2 separate regions of the Sus scrofa genome follow, and region 2 is linked to region 1. The links are chromatin contacts, called in public promoter capture Hi-C maps. All regions are on one chromosome and are shown on one strand. The core of a region is the stretch at or near the end of the contact, and the rest is flanking DNA. Distances in the headings are between cores, read along the strand shown.

Region 1 (4,608 bases), core at 1,129-3,628:
CTAGCCTTTTGTACTTTTTTCCTGTAATTTCAGTGTCTTAAACTGGTTTAAGGTTTGATTCGGTTTGGCTTGGTTTTGAGAAACTCCTGAGTGTGCCTGAATCTCTGTTCTTTTTCTTCTCAGAGCCCTTAGCAGTGTGGGGGGGATCGAAATCATTCGTTCATTCTTTGTTTTTTCTTTGTTGTGATTTTTATGTTTTCCATTGTAGCTGATTTAGTGTTCTGTCGATTTCTACTGCACAGCAAAGTGACCCAGTCATATATATACATACTCTTCTTCTCACATTATCCTCCATCGTGCTTCATCACAAGTAACGGGATGTAGTTCCCTGTGCTATACAGCAGCATCTCATTGCTCATCCACTCCAAACACAACAGTTTGCATTTATTAACCCCAGACTCCCAGGCCATCCCACTCCCTCCCCCTGCCACGTTCGTGTCTTCTTGCCTTAATTACTTCATTCCACCCTCAGCTAGCTTCTAGGCCCTGTGCTGGCAGTGGGGGTTCAAACCCAACGAGGCTCAGTCCATCCTCGCAGAGCTCCCAATCTAGTGATATAGACTTGAAAGATGACCACCAGAGCACAGTGGCCAGGGTTGCCGAGGGAGTCACGGAGGAACACACCTCGGGAACAGACACAGGGAACAGACCTCGGAAAAGAGTAACCCCTGCTGCGATGTATAATTAAAAACAAAGTCTCCCTAAAACATCTCTCCACAAGGGTAGAAGAGGAAGAAAACAGTGTTTTAATTGAATGAGAATTAAATCAGAATGCGATGCGCGACACAGGCAATCAGCTCAAGAGCTTGCAAAGACAAAAAAGCACCCTTTCACAGCCAAGCGGACACAACTTATGCATTTTCTCAAGATAATCAATAACTAGTCCTCAAGTAACAGGACTTGACAGCACTATTTGTCACACTGGGGTCATCCTAAATTCAGCTGGGAAATGGGGTAGCTACCTGGACTTGCTAATCACATTTATTCAAAGGAAAAATTAATTTCTCTTATCTTTATGAGAGGAGGTTGGCAACTCGGAGCTGGGCACTAGCTGAAGTTAGGCTCCCACCCTCCTGCAGAAACTGGAAGACAGAAGTACTATCTTTCTCAATGATTACATCTCAGAGCCGGCTCCCAGATCCTTGAGCCAGACATGCCTGAGTTGTAAAACTGGCAAGAGGCTCGTTTAGCTTTTTAAAAGATTTACATACTTCTCAAAAGAGCAGAGAAAGAATTCGCAGGTACACCTATTCCAAAGTAAATGCTCTGGAGTTCCCCGTCATGGCTCAGCAGTAAAGAAGCGACTAGTATCCATGAGGATACAGGTTCCATCCCTGGCCTTGCTCAGTGAGTTAAGGATCCAGCATTACGGGGAGCTGTGGTGTAGGCCGGCAGCTGGGATTCGACCCCTGGCCTGGGAACTTCCATATGCTGTGGGTGTGGCCCTAAAAAGACACACACACACAAATAAATAAATAAAGTAAATGCTCTAAGGCATTCCCTGTGACTCAGTGGGTTAAGGATCCAGTGTTGTCACTGTGTGGCTTGGGTCGCTGCTATGATTAGGGTTCGACCCCTGGCCTTCTGCATGCTGCGGGCATGGCCAAAAAATTAAAAATAAAATAAAATGCTCTAAGAAAAGCAAGGGGGAAGAGAGTCTCCCTTTTTTGCACCGGGGAAAATAAAGATTTATTTTTCCTACTTTTAATTTGCATTTATCCTTAAACTCATTTCACAAATATCACAACTAATATTTCTTGATTGTTTACTACAGTCCAGATGCTTTGCACACAACTGCCCCAGTTAATCTTCTAACAACCTAAAAGATCGATACTGTTATTACCACCCCATATCATGGAGGAGTAAATACACTGTGGCCCAGAAAGGTTGAGGGACTTGCCTACAAAATCACACAGAGAGTAAATGGCTGAGCTAGGATTCCAGCCCAGGGCTGTCCAAACTCAGCGACCTTAATTACCACGCTGCAATGCTGCCAAAAAGGATGAAACCCAGTAATTCCTATGCGGCCCCATCCTGGACTGGGGCTAAGGCCACAGGATGCTAGATTAGGGGTAAAAGACCAAGGCAGGTCCCATGGAAGCCCTCAAGATAATCGGAGCCGAGGTCAGGAAAATAGAATGGGATTAAAGGTGGGATGCACGCTCAAGAAATAGTAGCATCTTAGATTTTATACAGCACCGCACACCATTAACAAAGCCAGGCAAAGTCCAAGCCCTCCCACCCCCTCGAACCGCCAAGCTCACACAACAGCTACCTAGACCTCCCCTCCGCCCAACTGCGCGCCTTAAGAGAGGCCTACCTTCCAATCTATCATCTCGGTTCTCATCTGCTCCGGTCTCGCGACTGCACTCGATTGATCGAGCCTGAGCCAACATGGCAGCGCCCATGTAAGTACAGTCCGTACCGCGAAGGCGACGGAGGCCGCGGCGAGGGTCAGAAGTCACCATGCTGAGGGCGGCGTGGAGGGCGCTGAGTTCGATTAGGACCCAGGCAGTGACCCAGGCCCCAGTCCTCGGGCTTCCGGGCGGAGGGTGCGCCAGGTTTCCCTCTGTCCAGCGGGCCCTTCCCTCACGTCCTGCAGGTGAGGAGCTGAGAAGCCCGACAGCGGGTGTAGGGAAACGGGGTTCGGCGGAGATAGAGGATACCGGGGAAGAGGCTGGAGGGGGAGTGTAGCGGCAGAACAAAGAGCGGTCGCGGACGAAGTAAGGCGAGGTGGGAGAGAGCTGGGACATCGGTGTGCGGAAGAACTGGGGCGGCGGTTCCGCGCAGAGGCACAGAGACCATGGAGGAAAAGTAGTGCGAGGGCCGTAGACGAGAATCGAGCCTGAACTGTTTAAGGACATGGGCTTCAGCCCTTTCTCTCTTGCGTAGGTCTCATTCTCCGGGCCGCCCGTGGATATGCCGCCCAAAAGCCAGGTAGGAGGTCTTGGGTTGGACTTGAGACGGAAAAGAGATTGCCTGGAAGGGGTGGGGTGACCAAGGGGACAGAGGTGGCTAGTTAGAGCCACTAGGTGGGGGAGGCTGCAGGGGGGATTGGCCAGAGGACCTGCGAAGAAAGCCACGTCCACCTAGTCACAAAGCCGCAGGCCTGGAGCCCGCCTGAAAGGTAAGGGGAGGGGAGATGAACATTAGGAGCAGGAGTTTTGGGGGTCGATGTGAATGGAAATGAGCCAGCCAGGGGGAATGCGTGGCTGGCACTACCCAAGCTCACCTGGGTAGCACAGCATTTGCGTCCTCCCTTTCTTGTTTCCCATTTCTAGGCAGTGTTCACATCTCTGTTACTTGATATTATTTACTTATTTGCATAGGGGAGGAGCAGGGTCTGACTGGAGAAGACAGGCTCATCTCCCATTGCCTCTGCCTCAACAGTAAGCACACGCCCGGGCCCATTTCCTGTGGTCTCTATTTGGTGCTTATGTTGCAGGTGTCTTAAAGCTAAGAGTTCCTCCTCAACCCCCTTATTTCATTCATGCAATTAGCTAGTGAGTGTTGAGTGCCTCTTCTGTGGTGGGCCACAAACCAGACTGTGCGGGATTCAGAGGGAGTCAAACTTCACAGGAGGACCCATCCACGTAGGACACCTGATAACTGTAGAGCCAGATGGGTGTGTGAGAGATGCGAGCACAGTACAGGGTCTTGGGAAAGGCTCTCTGCTCCCAGCATGATATATCAGGACAGGTACCCACAGGATTTGCAGAAGAGAAACAGCCCAGAGATATCCAGTGCCTTGCCTGAGAACCTGGATGTGTCTGACAGTGTTCGTTTGGTGAGAAGGGCCAAGTCTGGGAGGATGGGCAGTGAGAACTGACTGTTTTCCATCCCTACCCTTGACAGTCCAGCCCAACCAAGATGACCCGCCTCCTTCCATGCTGCTCCTGGACTACCAGAACGTGCCTGGAATTCATAAGTAAGCAGGAAGAAATCTCTTCGATGAAGCAGGGGGCCCTGGGAGGATTGGCAAGGAAAGGGCTTCAGGGTGGAGGCCTGCTGTATCTGAAGCTTGATTATGGAACAGGGCAGAGAACTAGAGAAGCCCAGGCAGGGTGAAGGTGAATGGGCAGTAGGGGCAGATGGAGCTCTGGATAAAGACCCTCTACTCTACCCTTAGATATCAAGGAGTCACCATGCCTCACAGGTCTTTGTGGAAATCTCTCATCTCTTGATCCTATGTGAGAAGAAAGAGTATCCCCCTTTTGTAGATTAGCAGACTGCCCAGAGTCATGCAGCTCCTAAGGGGCAGACCTGGAGTCTGAATCAGGGCTGAAAGACACCAAAACCAAGACCCTCTGCTCAGCCCCTCTCCTCTGCAAGGTGGGAGCTGGGCAGTCCCTCCAGTCCTTCCCACTATGCAATGTAACATGAGAAAGAAACAATGATTTTAGAATTGAAGTGTTTCAAGACAGACTGAACCATATTCCAGCTAAAATGGGAATCCTCTTTTTGCCTTCACTGTGATGAGCCTGGAACACTCAAGTTGACAGCCCCAGTTTTCTGTAGTTATCAGGTCATTCCATATTCTCAGCTCAGCAAATCAGATCCATGCTGACTTTTAATCCCTGAGAAATGGTGCCCCACTTCCAGAGAGAC
Region 2 (4,608 bases), core at 724-3,223, 1.0 Mb before region 1:
GAGGAACATATTCAGTCTTATCAGGTTGAGGAAGTTACCCTCTATTCCTGGTTTAGTGAGTTTTTTATCGTAAATCGGTGTTGAATTTTGTCAAATGATTTTTCTGTGTCAGTTGACATGATCACAGGATTTTTATTCTTTAGCCTCTTATTTATTTATTTTATCCGTGGCATATCAAAGTTCCCAGGCTAGTCGTTGAATCGGAGCTGCAGCTGCCACAGCCACAGCTATGCCAGATCCTGAGCTTCATCTGCGACCTACACTGCAGCTCACAGCAACACTGGATCCTTAACCCACTGAACAAGGCCAGGGATTGAACCATGGATACTAGTCAGATTCTTTCTGCTGAAAGATGATGGGAACTCCTGCTCTGACCATTCTTATTCAACATAGTACTGGAAGTCTAGCCAGCACAGTAAGGCAAAAAAAGGAAACAAAAACACACAGGTTGGAAAGGAAAAAAATAAATCTCCCTATTTGCAGATGAATTTATTGTCTACTTTAAAAATCCCAAAGAGGAGTTCCTGTTGTGGCTCAATGGAAACAAGTCTGACTAGTAACCATGAGGATGCAGGTTTGACCCCTGGCCACGCTCAGGCGTCATGAACTGTGGTGTAGGTTGCAGATATTGCTCAGATCTGGCATTTCTGTGGCGGTGACATAGGCCCATGGCTGCAACTCTGATTAGACCCCCTAGCCTGAGAACCTCCATATGCTGCATGTGCAGCCCTAACAACAACAACAAAAATCCCACAGAATCTACCAAAAAACCTAGAATCAATAAGAGAGTTCAGCGAGACCCTGGGTTACAAGATCAACATGTAACAGAATGCAGTAGAGAGAGAAAAAAAAAAGGATTCTTAAATTTAATCTGAATTCTAGAAGGAGAGAGAAACTGAGGTAGAGGATATCCTAGGAAAGATAGCTGAATTTCCCAGAACTGGTGAAAGTACAAATACACAGACTGAAGAAACACAGAGACTTTCAAAGCAAAGCAAAAAGAAAGCAAGAAAGAAGGAAAGCAGGCAAGCAAGCAAGCAAAATGGAAAAAAAAAATCCTACCTGGATTTCTAATGAAATTGCAGAACCCTGAAAAATGGAGAGGAGAAATAAACAGGGGGGAGATGAAAACAAAGTTAACAATATCAGGCTTAATGATTTGACTTAAGTAGTGCTTACTTGCCAAGCACTTACCTTAAGTGATTAATTCCTTATGGAAATTGTATTAGGTAGGAGCTATTATTACTTCCATTTTATAGAGGAGGAAATTGAGCCAAGTGAAATTGAGTTACCTGCCCAGGGTGGGACAGCTTATCAATGGTAGAGGTAGAATTTTGAACTAGGTAGTTAGTTTGTGTCATTAACCACCACACATGTTTGTCTCTCTAAAGGGCAACGGGAAGTCTTTGAAAGGTTTTAAGCAGGGGAGTAACACATTTGTTTTCCCCAAACAAATCATCCTGGCACCACTGTGAATAATGGATTAAATGGAGCTAAGAGTGGAAACGGGAGCTCCTGGAATAATGTACCTAAAATAGGGAGGGCCTGGATGAACGAAGGAGGTGGCAGACAAAAGAAAATAATTTGCGGGCTCTTCTGCGGTCGAGTCCACAGGAATTGGTTTTGGATTGGATTAAGGGGGTGAAGGAGGGTGAGGATGGTACCCAGGTTTCCGACCTGGGCAATTCGGTGGACAGTGAAAGTCATTCACTGAGGAGACTGCGGATAAGTCTGATTTTGGACACGGTGAATTTGCGGTGTAGAAACGCGGTTAGGACCAAAAGCAGAACCCATCAGTGGGGTTCTTTTGGCAGGGCGCGCGCACGCGCGCGCGCGCGGGAGTTCTGCGCGGCGGGGCTCCCCTCCGGAAGTCGCCTGCGCAGGCGCAGTGCAGAGGCGGGCGCCCCCTGGCGGGCGGCGGCGCGCTAGGACCGCCCCCAGCCTGGCGCCGCTGCCGCCCGCCTCAGCCCAACATGGCGATGCACAACAAGGCGGCGCCGCCGCAGATCCCGGACACCCGGCGGGAGCTGGCAGAGCTCGTGAAGCGGAAGCAGGAGCTGGCGGTGAGGGCTAGCACCGGGGGGCGCCCGGGTGGGGACCCCGTGCCTGCCCCTGCCTCCAGACCCCGGCTCCGCCGCGCCGGGCGGTTCGTTACTCGGTGGGCGCAGCGCGGCGCCCGGGAGTCCGGCGGCCTGAGGACGGCTGCGCAGTGCGCGGCCCGCCGGCGCCTCGGCTTCCAGGCGGTGCAGATCCGGAGCCGGGAGCCTGGGCTGGGGGCGGGGCGCGGAGCCGGGGAGGGGGAGGGGGACTAGGCGGGCGGGGGCGTGGAGGAAGGATGGCGCCAGGGGGTGGGGGCTTCTGTGCTGCAGCCCTGCTAAAGCGAGTAACCGTGAGCTCTGCGGGGTAGGCGAGGGCGAGCGGGTCCATGATCTTTAAGGAGTGCGGGGCGGGCGGATCGGTGGGCTGTAGATTGGTCCGGGCTTGCTGGTGGGCTTTAGGTGGGGTGGTGGGGTAGGAGGCGAGTGTGGGAGGGACACTCACACATCCTGCCTGGTCTTTGGAGGATGGAGGGTCTCGTCCTTTTGGGGACTAGGAGTAGATCCGTTAGATGGGGTTTTTGATGGGCAGGGATGTGATGTGTTTGGGAACATCTTAGGAGGTGACAGGCGAGGGGAGCGGACTCGGTTAGGGAATTAAGAATTGTGACACGCAGCCCGGGTCCCTTGGACCGTGGCGGCTAAGCCCTCCCTCCCCTCGCGTTTTGGCTTGGGCACCGGGAGGCCCATCTCACCTGAAGCTGCCCTTCCAGGTTTCCATAGCAACCGGCAGCCCAGTGCTGGCGGCCTTTCGGAGCCTACGGGGAGGGGAGCCAGTTGGCGCTGGAAGGCTGCTTACCCTTCCCTCTCCTGGTAGCAGTACCTTTTATGCGTGGGAGTGGAGACTGCTCTTTTTTTTCCTCCGCCCGGGTTCTTGACAGCTGGGTTTCCACGAAGCCTCTGAGTATATACAAACTTTTGTACATTTTTCTGGGGACAGGCTCTCTCTATTCCATTCTGTCCTCAAGGGATACAAGACAGGTATAGACTGCCTTAGTGTGAAACACCCTGCCCCTGCCCGTGTCATTCCTCCCTCCGCAAGGCTGGTTTGGTGTAGTTGAGCTTGAATTTATAAGTCTGATATAGACTTCAATTTGGGAGTTCCTGTCGCGGCTCAGCGGAAACGAATCTGACTAGTACCATTAGGATGCGGGTTGGATCCCTGGCCTCACTCCGTGGGTTAAGGATCCGGTGTTGCCTGAGCTGTGGTGTAGGTTGCAGACTTCGGCTGGAATCCTGAGTTGCTGTGGCGTAGGACAGCGGCTGTAACTCTGATTCGACCCCTAGCCTGGGAACTTCCAAATGCCTCAGGTGTGGCCCTTAAAAAAAAAAAAAGTTCATTTTGGTTAGGCTTAATGCAAGCATGTAAAAGGTATTAACCACTTCCTTATTTTTCGTCACTCAGGAAACACTGGCAAACTTAGAGAGACAGATCTATGCTTTTGAAGGAAGCTACCTGGAAGACACTCAGATGTATGGCAATATTATTCGTGGCTGGGATCGGTATCTGACCAACCAAAAGTGAGTGTCAAGCCTGTAGTATTTGTATGATGTCCTTGTAATATTTGTGCTTAGGACTGGGTAATTTCTTGGTAGTGGCTTTGCAGGGAGGCAGTAGTAAAGTGGGGTGGAAAGAGGTCTGCATTTGAGCTTGGACTCTGGCTCAGCCACTCCTGGGTAATCCCAGATAAACTCTACACCAGCCCCACACAGTCGGAGAAGTCCCGCCAATGGCACAGGGTTGTGCAATGCTTCAATGAAATACAGCATGTAATACACTCCTGTCATGTCATGAGTCCCAAGATTTGCTATACCTGTGTGGCAACTGTATCACAGTTTCATTTAGTAATATTCTTTCTAAAAAAAAAATTTTTTTTTTTTCTTTTTAGGGCCGCACCTGCAGCATATGGAGGTTCCCAGGCTAGGGGTTCAATCAGAGCTGTAGCTGCTGGCCTGCACCACAGCCATAGCAACACAGGATCTGAACCACTCCTGTGACCTACCCTACAGCTCACAGAAATGCCTGATCCTTAACCCACTGAGCGAGGCCAGGGATTGAACCTGCATCCTCATGGATCGGAGTCAGATTTGTTAACCACTGAGCCACACGGGAACTCCTAAAAATTTTTTTAAACTTGCTAAACTTTTTGGAAATTTCTCAAATCTGCAGAGTACTTGAAAGACTAGTTGATCTCTTGATACCCCTTACCAGCATTCAGCAATTGTTAACTTGTTGCCACATTTGCTTTCTCTCTCTTCTTTCTCCCTCTTAATATATAGTAACACACACCACTATTTCTATGCTTAAGTTTTTTTTTTTTTTTTTTAAATTGACACATAGGAAGTTGCAAAAATAGTAAGAGAGGTCCCATGTACCCTTCCCCCAGTTTTCCCCAGTGGTTGGGTTTTACATAACCATATAGTACAATAGCAAAAGCAGGAAATTGACACTGGTACAATGTGTATATGTAGTTCTGTCATTTTATCATGTCTATAGATTCCTGTAACCACC

The links. Promoter capture Hi-C pulls out the DNA fragments that hold promoters and counts their contacts.
Region 2: a contact with region 1 is called in a promoter capture Hi-C map of fetal skeletal muscle, with 20 times the contacts expected there. The contact joins the promoter of MEAF6 here to the promoter of MRPS15 in region 1. A contact is called at or near these places in 2 of 5 promoter capture datasets (fetal skeletal muscle and liver) and 2 of 2 datasets of contacts at active chromatin or transcription factors (alveolar macrophages and skeletal muscle).

What each region holds. Positions count from the first base shown.
Region 1 is chr6:92,545,609-92,550,216 of Sscrofa11.1, reverse strand. It overlaps MRPS15 (28S ribosomal protein S15, mitochondrial), which reads left to right and starts at 2,378. Exons shown (of 8, transcript XM_021095959.1): 1 at 2,378-2,602; 2 at 2,893-2,937; 3 at 3,856-3,928. The coding sequence starts at 2,467. LOC102167570 (a long non-coding RNA gene) reads right to left here and starts at 2,472. Exons shown (of 5, transcript XR_002344972.1): 1 at 2,321-2,472. It overlaps CSF3R (granulocyte colony-stimulating factor receptor), which reads left to right. Exons shown (of 17, transcript XM_021095950.1): 17 at 1-58.
Region 2 is chr6:93,586,347-93,590,954 of Sscrofa11.1, reverse strand. It overlaps MEAF6 (MYST/Esa1 associated factor 6), which reads left to right and starts at 1,973. Exons shown (of 7, transcript NM_001243456.1): 1 at 1,973-2,063; 2 at 3,502-3,617. The coding sequence starts at 1,974.